Regions from separate parts of the Mus musculus genome. Here region 1 is linked to region 2. Evidence: chromatin contacts called from public Hi-C data. All regions are on one chromosome and are shown on one strand. The core of a region is the stretch at or near the end of the contact, and the rest is flanking DNA. Distances in the headings are between cores, read along the strand shown.

Evidence for each region. Hi-C and Micro-C count contacts between places; a contact is called where the count stands out from the background.
Region 1: a Hi-C map of cranial neural crest shows a contact between it and region 2, with 2.1 times the contacts expected there. The contact joins the promoter of Ptx3 here to the enhancer-like site in region 2. A contact is called at or near these places in 1 of 39 promoter capture datasets (macrophages), 9 of 484 Hi-C or Micro-C datasets (the 3T3-L1 cell line, the HL-1 cell line, the MC3T3-E1 cell line and 5 more), 1 of 115 datasets of contacts at active chromatin or transcription factors (the NIH/3T3 cell line) and 2 of 9 other capture datasets (adipose tissue and liver).

What each region holds. Positions count from the first base shown.
Region 1 is chr3:66,216,933-66,224,442 of GRCm38.p6, forward strand. It overlaps Ptx3 (pentraxin related gene), which reads left to right and starts at 2,955. Exons shown (of 3, transcript NM_008987.3): 1 at 2,955-3,259; 2 at 3,718-4,119. The coding sequence starts at 3,130. The region is part of intron 4 of Veph1 (ventricular zone expressed PH domain-containing 1); the gene reads right to left.
Region 2 is chr3:66,164,875-66,172,059 of GRCm38.p6, forward strand. Veph1 (ventricular zone expressed PH domain-containing 1) reads right to left here. Exons shown (of 14, transcript NM_145820.3): 7 at 7,092-7,185. Among named protein-coding and RNA genes, the nearest start is that of Ptx3, 51 kb to the right of the region's middle. Within about 2 kb of position 2,202, at least 11 of the 459 cell types and tissues checked have an H3K27ac peak or open chromatin away from gene starts, as enhancers often do.

The sequences.
Region 1 (7,510 bases), core at 1,705-4,204, 53 kb after region 2:
TGAAGCTAACAACTACACATAAAGAATTTTGCCCTGGGATAAGAGATGGCACAGTACATAAGAGCACTGGCTGCTCTTCCAAGGACCAGAAATTGAGTCCCAGCACCCACATTGTGGCTTGAAACCTCACAGTTACAGAGGATACAGCACCCTCTTTTGGCCTCCACAGGTACCGGGCATGTACTTGCACACAAAACACCTGGATGTATAAAATTAGAGTAAATTTTTAAAATGATGCTGTTCCCATCACTATTTTATAACAATTTAATATCAAACAATATATTTTGTTAGGTTTCTGCTTGCTTTTGTATTGTGTTTCTCCTTAAATTGGGGGAATTTTGGTTCAGTACATAATTGATGTAGAACACATTAGGTCATGGAACTCAGCTGTTTCTGCACACTGGTCAGCTGATGGGAAGGGTCACACTGAACGGGGCTGTAGCTAGAATCTGGGACAGGAATCTGCAGTATGGCTTTTACTACTATCTCCAACAAAGGCCCTGGGGGGGGGGGGCGTTCTGAAGGGGAAATCCCTAGATTAGTCATTTTTGACTGACTTCAATTTCAACGAAATAAACCCAAAAATAAGTGCCAAAGAACTTACTTTATTTTTCAGTTCAAAACTGATGAAGAAATCTGAATGTAGAAATTCTGTACACTTCTAAGTCACATTTTGTCTTAGATACCGAATGTCTCCAGCCCACATACAAGCATAAGAAACGATAAAAACGACAGCGATGTGCCTGCCATCCAGCTGCACCAAAACTTTGCCTCGTGCCATAAGTGTTTCCTGACTAATGTTCTTTTTTTCTCCTCAGAGGTCATCATCCCTGTGAAGTTAGTATTTCTCATTGTTGTGAAGGGTTTTCTACCTTAATTACATGTGTGCATCCATTATCATCTTAGAGCCGTTTTCTTGCCTTATAATTTTACATGAATAAATTAATTACATGCAGAACTCTTTGCAAACTATTTTATTCCATTCGCTATTATGCTGGTTTTCATTCAAATTGGCCTCTTACCTTTATTCTTCCTGTTTGCCCCTCTACCCCAGGGCACCATTTTGTTAATGTACTCTATGACTGAAAGACATTATTTTCTATAGCTTCCAGAAGAAACCATCAGAAAAAGGGCCCGAAATCACTCAGACTTGTTATCTTCTGTCTTCTGAAGTCCAGATCTAGCCATACCACTCATGGGCATATACTCAAAAAATGCTCCACCAAACTACAGAAACACCTGCTCTACTATGTTATAGCAGCCTTATTTGTAATAGTCAGAAACTAGAAACAACTCAGGTGTCCATCAACTGAAGAATGGATCAAGTGTGGTACATTTACACAATGCGATATTACTCAGCTATTAAAAACAAAGACATCGTGAAATTTGCAGGCAAATGGATGGAACTAGAAAAGATCATCCTGAGTGAGGTAACCCAGGCCCAGAAAGACACACATGGTATGTGCTCATTTGTAATTGGACATTAGCCATACAGTACAGGTAACTATGCTACAATCCACAGACATTGAAAGAACAGTAAGCATTTTTATCCAGTTCTTCCACATTGCTTTTTCAGACAGGGTCTCTCGTGGGCCTTAACTTGCCCAATAGGCTTAGCTGTTTAGCCAGGGATCCCAGAGGCTCTCTGTACTGGCATTAGGACCTCACAGCACCACATCAGGTTTCTTAATGTGGACTCTAGAAACTGAACTCGAGCCCACAGCCTTAGGAGAAAAGCACCTTACAAAGCTGTGGCTCCACACTGCCCTTTAAACAATATCGTATTGTCTCATATTGCCATCGCTTTCTGATGGCTTTAACGGTTTCAAACATACCCTGTCTTTAGCCGTGATCTCAAATAAGTGAAGCTCTTGAGCAGGGGCCTGATGCCTTTTGACTTTGTGTTGATTCATGCTTATGATGCCCTGTTCCCTCCGTGTCTAGCTATGTTTAACTGTGGATTCATTTTTATTGTGGTGGATGGTACATGCATGTGCATTCCAGATGCGTGAGGGCACTCAGGCCAGGAAAGCCACTCATGAGTCTCTGTCAGGAGCAGAGGAATTTACCTATGGAAATCCAAGAGGCAGCCTTCTGAGAGGCCTGGCCTGAGGGTAGTAGCCCTGCCATCATGATCAGGATGTGACTGGTAACCCTCCCCCTCCATCTCCTTTGTATATTGGAGACTTGTATCAGCTCAGGGGTATCCTCTGGGAGTGGTTCCCTCTAGATCTGTGTAGTTTTTTAGATCTTGCTTTATTTGGAGTTTATTCAAATGTTTTAATTTTTTATCACTATTATTATGACTTATCAACACCTATCTAGGTACTTTGCACTGGGGGAGGGGGCAGGTTTTACACACACACACACACACACACACACACACACACACACACAGTCACTAATGTAAATTTAAAACAGGACCTTGATAGGATATGTCAAGAATACCCAAGCACCTAAAGCCACTATATTCCCGCCCTCACTTTCCTGTTTTACTGGGTTTTGACCCAGCCATACTGTGTTTTTTAGTTGCTCCACCAGAGGAGTCAAGACTAGTTAGTCAAGATTGACTTCTAGAGTCATAAAAATTCTTAATGGGTTATTTTGGAGTCACGGAATCATTTTCTATAGCTTGGTCTTGAGAAAGTATCCAAAGGAAAAGTGAAAAAAAAAAGTTTTCCATAACTTCAGGGGTTGTGGAGTAATGAAAGCTCACACCAAATGCCAAAATGATAATTCGCCCTGTACCTCTGTGCTCCTCACCCCCCAAAGCGCTAGCACTTCAGGTTACAGCAACTAATCCTCAGGGGCACCAGAAAAGTCCAGCTTCCCTCCCCTTCTCCCCCTGACTCGCCTCTAATTAATCTGCCTGCAGTGTGGACCTCGGTGGTTTAACATTGTGCAACCTCTTCAGCTCCCTTGCCCTCCCACCCAACCCCCTCCCCCAAATCCAGGGGAACTCCCTCGCGCTGTGCCACCGACATTAGTCATTCATCCCGCTCATGCTTTGGAGCGTTTATTAAGGGCTTCACTCCTGCCTCACACTATCTCTCCCGGGCTCAAACTCGGATCACTGTAGAGTCTCGCTTCTTCCCCTGCGGCTGCGAAGCAAATTTCGCCTCTCCAGCAATGCACCTCCCTGCGATCCTGCTTTGTGCTCTCTGGTCTGCAGTAGTGGCTGAGACCTCGGATGACTACGAGCTCATGTATGTGAATTTGGACAACGAAATAGACAATGGACTTCATCCCACCGAGGACCGTAAGTTCATTTTTAACTCTCTCAGCGTATCAAAACTACATAACTCACTTTTTGGGGGGCGCGATTAACATAATTAACATAGATAGCCAATGAAGCAAGCTAAAATTATACTTTATTTGTGAAAGCAAGGACTGGGGGAAAAAAGGAAAGCAAGAAAGCAAGGACTATCTGAGAAAAGCCAGAGGTTTTAAATTATTTTTGTAACATTTATGATGAGTTAAGTTATACGAAATCTTTAACTGTTTTTAGCTATATTAATGGCATTTTCTCAGTTAGTTTAACATGTCCTATAAAGAATAGTCCTGTGTCATCTTTGAGTTTACACGCACGCTGTTTTCAGAGCTATCCTTAGAAGGAGAGCGGTTGCTGGGGACAGGCTGAAACTTGGAGTCACCAAGAGTGCAACCCATGGCCACCCAGGACAAGCTGATAACACTTGTGTGTGTCCTGCGTTCTAGCCACGCCATGCGACTGCCGCCAGGAGCACTCGGAGTGGGACAAGCTGTTCATCATGCTGGAGAACTCGCAGATGCGGGAGGGCATGCTGTTGCAGGCCACCGACGACGTCCTCCGTGGAGAGCTGCAGCGGCTGCGGGCAGAGCTGGGGCGGCTGGCGGGCGGCATGGCGAGGCCGTGCGCAGCCGGTGGCCCCGCAGACGCCAGGCTGGTGCGGGCGCTGGAGCCGCTGCTGCAGGAGAGCCGTGACGCGAGCCTCAGGCTGGCGCGCCTGGAGGACGCGGAGGCGCGGCGACCCGAGGCGACAGTGCCTGGCCTAGGCGCTGTGCTGGAGGAACTGCGGCGGACGCGCGCCGACCTGAGCGCCGTGCAGAGCTGGGTCGCCCGCCACTGGCTGCCCGCAGGTAAGCCCACGGTCGGCTCTGTCCCTAGAGGCAAGCTTTTGTGGGGACCCTCACACTCAGAGCCCCAGTACTTTTCATAGGCACACTCACAGAGCTCACACCACGCCAGGCAGGCTCATTGCCTTTTAAAAGTATTTCCAAGCCCGAGGAACCCAAAAGAAAAAAACGAGGATTTAAACCATCAGTCTGGAAGTTGACGTCAGAGGTTCCTGATACCGGATCCGACCAGATATTGAAGGAGTCCATTGGCAGGTGTTTAACAGTGACCCTCCTCGCTGCCCCGAGTCCCTCCGTTAGGGATTTCCAAGTCTTCTAATTTTATCCCGTCACTTTCTTTAGGCCAGCTCCTGTTTCCTCCGACTATTTCAGGGCCCTGGCTAACTTCAGCGACTTTCCCAGCCCCTTGGCCGACTCCTCCCCCTCTGCTCCTTCTGAGTTGACTGGAGCCTAATTGGATCTCCTGCAGACTCAGCAGAATCCCTTCAGGGTTCCCTCATCCCAGTTTAGTTCCACAGTGAAGGTCAAGGGGGGCATGCTTTATAAAGTCAGGCGCAGGAGTCAGAGGGAGTAGATGACGGCTTTATCCAGTCCCCCAGGACCACACAAGAAAGGGACTATTCAGACTGTGCAACTTGTCAAAGCCCCACATGAACTCCATAAAACTCCCAACTGATGAGGGCCCCTTTGGTATACTCTTAAAAGCTAACAAAACAGGAAGAACATTGGAGCCTAGTAATTCGGGTTCTTAAGTCAAATTTCTGACGGGAGCAGTGATGTTTTGTTGTAGATTATTCTAGAAAATTAGTGCCCTATGCAGACAAATAGCCCTGGTACTCCTCATGAGTCTCAGAAACAATGACAAGCAATACCACCCTATGCCATATTTCCAATGAAATGAAGCTTATTGGATGGGGTAGGAGGAAGGACACTCCAGAGCACAGTTCATTCCTTTATAGAAACTATCCTACAATCAGTCCCTCCTATCTACTTGAGCTATAGGGGTCATGCCCTTAAGTTCAAAGCACAATTCTTCAGACAAAAAGCATAAATCAACCCTAAAGCAAACCCTCTATGTGATAACTTTGTGACAATTTTAAATGCATGGATTTTTTTGTTTGTTTGTTTTGCAAGCTCTGTAGAGTCATGCACATATAATGTGCCCCTTAAAGGAAGAATTACTTTGTCTCCTCATCTGTTAGAAAATGTATACATTTCCGAATTCTAAACTGTTGTTGGTGCTTACTAGCCAATCATACTTGCACCTACAGTCTTTGACTGGTCCTCTCTTTCTCTCCTGCCAACTTGGTCCCCAGAGGACACCTAATTATGTTGTGGTCTGCCTCCTAAGAACCTGGTTTTCATTTTGCTTGGTCTCTGATAATATAATTACAAAGACTTATTAGTTGAAAGCCACTTCATGAGAGAGTTCCTGACATTTCAAAGACGTCTCAAGGGCCTCCTTCACTGTTCTGCACAAGAACCCCACACAATCTGCTAACATACTACTTTACGGCATGAACTCAGGTAGCTACCATGGCCGACAGGGATGCTGGGTCTCCCAGAGACAGTCATGGGCAGCCCTGGAATGTAATCTGCACTGCCTGGCCTTATTTAAACAGGAAGGCAGTTAATTAGGTTGTAGTCAATGCCCCCTTGGACTGTATTTTGAACTTACAGAGGCCAGGAGATTCCAAATGCACAGAAATGAGTCTTTTGTTTCCAAAATCATTATTTGATTGAATTGTTGTAGCTAGAGGAAGAATCCTACCTTGAAAATGCCTCATTTAAATTTTTTTCATGAATGGTTAGAATTTTTTTAAAGAGTTCTGTTATCATTTGGGGGCATTGCTACCATGGTTGCTCTTATACAATTTTTCTATATTTCAATTTTTCTTTGACTATCACTAAAAGATATGGTCTATGTTTGTTTGATAGTTTTTGGACTGAGCCTAGCTCGGAGCCACTAATGGGAATTTACTAAACTTTATAGGACATTTGATATCCACATGTTCTACTGAATTACCAGCTAGTGCTTAAATGTTCTGGGAGTGACTTTTCAAAGCTTCCTCATAGCATCTCCTTTGGGTTATTATAAAGAGAACATCTAGCCTACCTTAGTTTTTTTCAGATACACCGAGAAGCAGAACCCCTATATTCAAGGCCTTAGCACTTCCCAAGTCTTCACCTTGGCATCTTATCTGGGGATGCAGCCTCAAGAGCAGCAGAGGTTGGGTAGATGAGTCTCGTGTCCATGTTCAAGGCCCATGTCTTCTGAATGTTCTCAGCAGAAACACAATCTCTTATAAAAGTCTTCAGAAAAATTCCCTTTTTAAAAGCATTTTCTATAGTGGTGTGACTATAAAATTTATAAGTTTAAAAGCATATTCTTGGCCTGCCTAGATTTGAGTGCAGTATACTTGTAACTTACAGACTTGCAGTCCTGGGTCATATCCCCCCTTAAGTATAGACAACACTAAAGGCTGATAAGATTATAAACTTCATCAAAACCTGTATGATTCTCACTAGCAGTAAATTATTCAGAATTCAGGTCTTCTATTAAGAGGCAATATAATGTGTTGGCCTCTGCCAGCAGACCAACCAAACTAAAGCCCGAGCTTTAAAATTTAGCTACTACAGAAGCATAGGTTATTTTGCCTCAGTTTTCCCACCCATAAATTGGGATTAAGAAGACTTCAAAAGCAAGTATGAAGATGTATTAAGGTGATGGACAAATTGGTTAGAACACTATCTGGGACATAGGAAGTACCTGATAAACACCAGTCATCATTACTACACTTTGCTTCCTGTCAAAGCTCAGTTTGCAAGTGGTCCTGGTGTGCACAGCAGTAATTTCAGTCCCTTGAAGGTGGAGACAGGAGAGTCAGAAGCTAGAAGTTATCCTTAGCTATATGTACAATGGTCAGTCCAAGCTACATGAGGACTTGTTTCACACAGCCAATAATAATGGTAAGACACTGTAGTTTCCTATAAACTCTGAAAAGGTACCAATATCCAAGATCATATGGTATATGAAACTGTATTCCCTAGTGACATGGCTCTTCTAAAACATTATTTTAAAAGACGTGCTGATAATGGCTACCTAGACTGAGCTAGGTCCATTGATTTTTATAGATTTACTGTTTTAAGATCATGGCAAAGCTAAGAAGGGAATAGAATAGTTTCTTAAAAAGTACTTAGAAACAATAGAATCTTCTGAAATTGTGATTCAACAGTTCAATAAAAGACATAGAAAGAAAAGCAGATTGAATGGGAAATGATTATTCAACATAGTTTTGGTTATTTGTGGGTTGAGTTGGCACTTTCTTTCTGTTTGCAAATGTCTTTACTTAGTTGCTTTACTGAATAAGCCAAGCTTTTCTTCCTTACTTTT
Region 2 (7,185 bases), core at 952-3,451:
AAAGAAAAATGGTTTACTTTCACCTTATGATAAATATGTGCTGTTAAGAACTGGTTTTGTCACAGTGTAATCTGTCCCCCATGGCTGAAAAAGTGTGTGTGTGTGTGTGTGTGTGTGTGTGTGTGTTACCCTTTACCCAGTAAGTCTTTTATCTTGGGGTTCCCCTCAGATTGGTGTCAGTAGCTCCATTTAGGATCCATCACAGCTCTTTTAAAACTGCTTGTGGCTAACACATGTCTGTTGTTTTTATTTTCATGTAATGGGTAAACTAAGCTTGTAGTGTCAATTGGCCACGTGCTTGCCTGATGAGGTAATGCCGTGTTGCTGCACACGCTACAGGTTCTGGACGAACTGTGCTGTGGTCTGATAAGAGAGAGTTTGCAAGTAAGCACTTGTCTGTGGGCCATATCCCCTGCAGCTGAGTATTCTAAAGTCACCTACCTCAATGCTCACCTCACATAGGATGCCAATGCTAATACTGAACGTTTATCCATAGGCATTGATGTTCTGAGTCCCCATATTTGTGCCCTTTAACTCTGGTTTTGTTTTAGGATGGCTCAGTTACATCAAATAGAAAATTCAAGAAACATATTAAACTGGTCATCATTCTAAGTAGTAAGATGAATTTTTATACCATCTTGTTCTCTTTCACCCAGGGCAAGTATCATCTTTTTGCCCAGAATATCCATGACTATATATAATATATACTGTAATACCCCATGTTAGTTACCATATTCATTTTTGTAATAGTAAAATGATTGCATTTAAGTAACTCTTTTTTTTTTAATCTGATAAAGCCTTTAACCCCAGCACTTGGGAGGCAGAGGCAGGCAGATTTCTGTGTTTGAGACCAGCCTGGTCTACAAAGTGAGTTCCAGGACATCCAGGGCTATACAGAGAAACCCTGTCTTGAAAATCCCCCGCCCCCCCCCAAAAAGCACAAGAATAGTAATTAATTTCAGCAGTTTGGCTAAGCCAGAGATGTGTTAACAATTTGGGCTCAGTAATGTTTTTCTTTAGTGAAAAGGCAAAAGGCGACAGCAACCCTATAATGCTTTAACATCATAATGTTTCTATTTTATTAATAATCTCTTACTGTGGCTAATCACTAAAATAAATTTTATTATAGGTATACTTGTATTAGAAAACTCGTAATACATATGTCTTGGTTCTATCTTTGATTTTAGGCTTGGGGTCTTAGAACATATCCTGTAGAGAAGTTATTCCTTATGAGAGAGAGAGAGAGAGAGAGAGAGAGAGAGAGAGAGAGAGAGAGAGAGAGAGAGAGAGACTATTAGTGGTTCCAATTACAAAGGGGGAAGCAGCTCAGAAATGTGAAGTGACCTCCTCAGCTTCTTAGCCACCTCTGAGCGGAAGTGTCTGCTTCCAAAGTCTGCCCCTGAAAACAGTGCCTTTTAGAAGCTGTTTGGTTTAGGATGCATTTTAATCTATCTCAGGAACAGTGATACAGATTGTGAGCCTGGCATGGTAACTAAGAATGATCAAATCCTGGTATCTCTGAGGCATATGTTTCAGGAGCCAGACACAGGAAACAAGTGCTATATAGTCACTGAGAAACCCTCAAGCTGATCCGGAAGACAAGTGTCTTCTTTTAACCCCAACTGATAAGATGTTCAAGACTCAGAAAACACCACACAAATGGTGACTTTAAGATTCAAGGAACAAGGACCATTTCCTGAAACAAAGAATCAAGCAGCAAGGTAACGAGGGTCTGCTGCGATCCTGCAAAACATCATCTCAGATGGGTAGGAGAAGGCCAGGTCCCCTTACATCTCCCACCAGTGCCCTTTTCCTCCGCCAGATCCTGGGTGTTCTCTGCCTTGTTCGAAATTGAACACCGGGTCATGGGCACTCCACAAAAGTCTATGTTTTGGTGTGTCCTGTGATTTGAGTATTGCTGTCTCCCTGGGTTCCTGGCAAAGCTGTAGCTGCGTTGCTCACACTTCAGGCAGGGATCCCATTATTCCCATTCCACTTTGTCCACACTCTTCAGAGCCAGCCTTGCTGGGATCTCTTTTTCACTGGCCTTGCTCCACTGCTTCCAAAGCTGATAATGATATCTCCCACCTATGTCTCTTGCTAATAAATGAATTCCTGAAATACCTTTAAAGACCTTCCCTTAGCCCTAAGTACTGGTTAAGGAAGAACGACCAATGAGGAAAATGAACAACAGATGGAACATAAATGGTACCACATGTTAGCTTCAACCTCTTTGGTAAGCAGGGCAAAACCTGAAGCTATTACTTCATATATATGTACAGAAGGGTCACAGCAGCCACACAACTGCTACAAAAGGCCACTGGGGTTTTCTTTTGATAGAGGATATCTCTACATGGAAAGGATACACTATTTTCTTATCAAAACTTCAGTTTTATCTTTAGATGTTACCTTAGTCAGTGGGGTAGAAGTACCTTCAACTTTTCCTAAGCGGGGGCAATACTGTCCAGAATGTCATATGGTTTTAATTATGTCCTGAAATTACTTGTGTGCATTCCTTGAGCCAACAGTTGGTCTCAAAAAATCAGTTTTCCCCCTTTGTGTAAACATACCTTGCTTTTAAAAAAAACAAGAGTTTTTTTCTTTTTCTTTCTTTCTTTTTTTTTGTAAGCACCTTAAAGAATATATTTCTCTTGGATACTGGTGCTTTAGTTTGGAGACAAGTAGGCACGAGAGATAGGTAGTGATTTGGGAGCTGGAGGGCTGGATCGGGATGTCAGCTATAGAAGTTTAGAGGACAGTGGGGCCATGGGAAAGAGTGGGTGGTAGGACCTCATAGAGAAGTGGTACCCAACTGTAGCTGTAGGACATGGCAGCCTTTCATGGGAAGAGAGGAATGAAGACGGTGTTCTGAAATGTGATGGAGAAAGGTAAGCAGAATTGGTCTGAATTTGGTAGGAATATGCAGAAATCACCTTGGGCAATTTCTCTGCATCATATAAGTGCTGTGTATATAACTCTTATCCACACTAAAATCTGAGCTCCACTGGATTAGACTAAAGGAACAAATGAAAGGAAGCTTCATGGATTGCTGCCTGCAACTTACATGGAAATTACTTCAGGCCTACAAGGAGAGCGGAGCTTGAGTCAAGGCTTCCGTTTTGGGCTAGGTTATTGGTTTATTTTTATTGTTTTATTTATGTGTATGTGTGTGAGCCTGCATGAGTTTATTTGTACCATGTGCATGGAGGAGTCATGGAGACCAGGAGAAGAAAATTGGATCTCCTAGAATTGGAGATACTGAAGGTTTGCTGCCACATGGGTGCTGGGAACTGAACCCAGGACCTCTGAAAGAGCACGAAGTGCTGTTATCTACTGAGCCATCTCTCTAGTTCCTCCTTTCTTCTACGAGAATTTATTCCATTGTGTTTTATGTGAAGCCTCTAAATGCTAATGCACATTAAAATATTTTCTTGTGAGGATTAAATAGAATGGGCTGGAGAGATAACTCGCTGCTCTTCTAGAGACCCCACCCATAGTGACTTATCACGACGTATAACTCCAGTTCCAGGGAGATCCATGCCTTACTCTCCCTTCTGTTAGCACTGTGTGCATGTGGTGCACGGATATACATGCAGGAAAAGGTTTGTGAAGGTGCAATGGCAAACTATGAATTCAAAATCAAGCATGCAATGAATGACCCGAGGTGCTTCTGAGAATGCTTACCAAGGGTGCATGCACAACTGCACAGTAGCCTTGGTTTTCAGTGTACAACATGCGCACTTGCACTGTGCGTGTCATTACACCACGCGCCACATGCCAGCAAACACTGCCTCAAACACTTCAGCTCAGGTTCAAGACTCTGGTATGTTTTTCTTAAAAAGTTTTCTTTTCCTCGGTAAACGTGATGGTTTAATGTTGGAAGCAGACTTCCAGTATTTTCCTACCATTATCTCCTCAGCCCACAGCTATCAAATTCCTATGTCTTCGGCTAGCATTGGGTTTCGATGCTTGGTTTTAGAAATTGCTATTTCAAAGTCGAACAAGTTTCATAAAAAACAGGAACACATTCTAACTTTGTATTTAGACAGAATTTCTACAGTGCCCAAAATACCCCTACATGAACTTCTGTCTTTTTGCACTATATGTTTATGTGAAGTGATGTCTCAGCACTGATGATTATAAATTTAAAGTAATGATCAATTTACTCATAGAGTAATTAAAGATGTTTTATGTCCAGAAGTATTAAATATTCATGCAAAACAATTCTTTCTGTAAAAATAAATACGGACATCTATCTCATATGCCAATATGCCAATTATATACTACAATGTCAATAAATGGGATACATATACATACACACACACATACCACATATATATATCACAAAGATCTGTCTTAAATTTCTTTGTGGTTTATTGTCAATAAGGGTATGATTTGTATATGAATTCTAAAAATAATTATACACACAGGCAGGGTCACAAAATTTCTTGACTATGAAGAAGTTGCAAGTAGAAAAAAATTGAAAAGCTGAGGTCTACTGTAATGGTCACTGGACTAAATGATTTCTGGGGGACTGCTCAGCCAGTCACATAGTCACCAAGAACACACTCTCCTCTTCCCCAGCTTTGACATGGTCTGACAGGCAAGCATCCCAGTTGTCAAGGGCTTCCTAGAAGGCCACAAAGGGCATGCCATTTGCAAAGGTCTCTTTCCCCAGCTCCTTACATCCACCTTGTCAATCCACAGGTGCCCTTATGACTCCTCTTTTATTTCTCTGGAATTGATTTCAAAACTTAACTGTTCTGCTGTTTAGGCTTTGTTGGCTTTTATTTAAATACAAACACATTTTTAGAAACACGGGAACAGGGAAAACGCAAATAGATTCACCTGCTGCCCTTTACAAACTCACTCAATGTATTCAGCATCTTTGGCAGAGGGAGGCTCATCTGCTTCATTTTTTTTCATTCTCTCTCGGATGCTAATTGTATTTCTTTTGATAGTCGTGTTGTTTTGGCCTGAAGTCTAAAATCTGGCCTGCTGAGCGTTGTATCACTTTTGTAAATGAGTTGACATCTGCTTTGAGTTTTATCATCTTTAATTTTCTTTCAGGATCGCTCCACTTGTTCATTTTCCCCTTAATTGTGAGAATCGGGTTTTGTCTTTGTGCCACACAAAAGTGTAGACCTTTCTTCTTTGGGGGCATGGACTCAAATGAGTAGACTCACATGGTCACAAGGAAGGCTATTCAGGGAAAAGATGCTGGGACAGAAGCCTTAGCAACCAGCCCAGAGAGGATGAGCCCTGGGCACAAAAGGCTAGCTGTCCACAACACACTTCTGAGGTTCCCACTGAATAATTACAATCTGTTAGAAGGAGATTGACAGCAAGGGTTGAGCTGGGAGAAATAGTTTGAATTGAGAGAAGTTGAGGTGATGGCCATATGTGGGATGAACACTGACCCCTTTATTTCTTTACTTTTATTTTATTTTATATTTTTTTTCATTGCTGGTAAGTGAAGCCAGGACCTCACAGGCAAGGCAAAGTGCTCTACTACTGAGCTACATCCTCATGATTTCCTTGCTCCCTCCCTCCCTCCCTCCCTCCCTCCCTTCCTCCCTTCCTCCCTCCCTCCCTCCCTTCCTCCCTCCCTCCCTCCCTTCCTCCCTTCCTTCCTTCCTTCCCCTTTCTCCCTTCATGCCCCATTATTTTCCTTACTTCCTTCTCTTTTTCTTTTTACTTCCAAAATAAAATACTAAAGGGAGTAATATTGCTCATAGGACTGGGGATTATTTATCAGAGATTAATTTCACGGTTAAAATATTGAGTGCAACAGCCTCATACCCCTTTCTCACTTTATATAACACTTTCACATACACAAGCTCAAATGTGTGTGTGTGTGTGGGGGGGTAGTGGTTCTTAACTGGGGAACTCTTTGTTACCTAAAAGACATTTAGGAATGCTGTAGCCAAGTTCAGTGTCACAACTAAGGGAGGACACTATTACCACCATCTTGTAGGTAAGGGCTCAGGTTTCTGAGAAACATCTTATAATGCACAGGACCACCAACCAGAAGGGAAAAGTCTAGCTGTGTGCACTGCACAGGACCACCCACAAGAATGGGAAGGGCATGTCACTCTTCAGTCCCACCTGCCTTCTTTCCAGGTCAGTCAAATTTTAGTCGCTCATTCACTACCATCATCAATAATTTCCTCATGGGCAACACTCATGGATGTATTCTTTCCCTTGTTTGATCTGACTCTTGTCATCTTCTTGCTGGGAGAGTCTCTGTAGTGAGACTAGATTGGCCTTCTTGAAGGTCATTCTGAGTTTACCCTACCATGTACCAAATCTCACAGTCACTCCTACAGGGCAAGAGTTCAACTTCTAAGAAAGGTATGCCAAGCTCACCGTGTTTCATCCCTGCCTCTACTTCATCAATACCATCACCATCATCTCTAAACAATGCTCTTCTTGTAACATATATTTCACTCATACAAAATAATGCCCCATTTCGAGAAAGCCATATATGCCACCAGCAAGACAGCCTGGTACAATCTGATTATCTCTCAAGAGTTGGCCCAAAATATCTCTTCCTCTAAGAGATATTTCTTAATCTCAGTTTTGCCCCTTCTTTACTCATAAACAGGTAGATTACACCATCTTATTGTTCTCTAAATTCCTTGAAGCCATCTTCATTAGTGTACCCCTCCTCTAGCTTCTACTTTTATTGGCTAATTTTTAAAATATTGATCTAATTTACTAGGCAGCAACCTCCATGGGTACAAGAATCATTTTCTTTTTACTTATGCTTAGATTCCTAGTTCAGAGTAAACAAGTATCAAATGCTTATTGAGTTAATTAATCAGCGCTACTTGGCACTGCCATTTGTACTTCATTATTATTTCTTTATCATATTTTGAACTTCTAGAGTTTTGCTATTTGGTCTCTATAGATATAGAAAATCTCTTGAAAGTGACCTAACTCATCTAGAAGTTACTCCTGGTTGACATGTGGACACGGCTTCTTTTTGGAAGTCTCACTATAGCAAAGGAAAGCATCACTGTCTGGGCTTGTCTCCATGATTCCCAGCATCTCTTCAAGGTGCTGCTCAGACGCGCCTGCCTGCTCACCTGCTACTGTCAGCCTTGCTGTTTTCCAGTTGTCTGGAAAGGAGCTTGGCAATGTTGGTGAAGCTGTTGCTCATTCGGAAGATGTCCCTGCTGT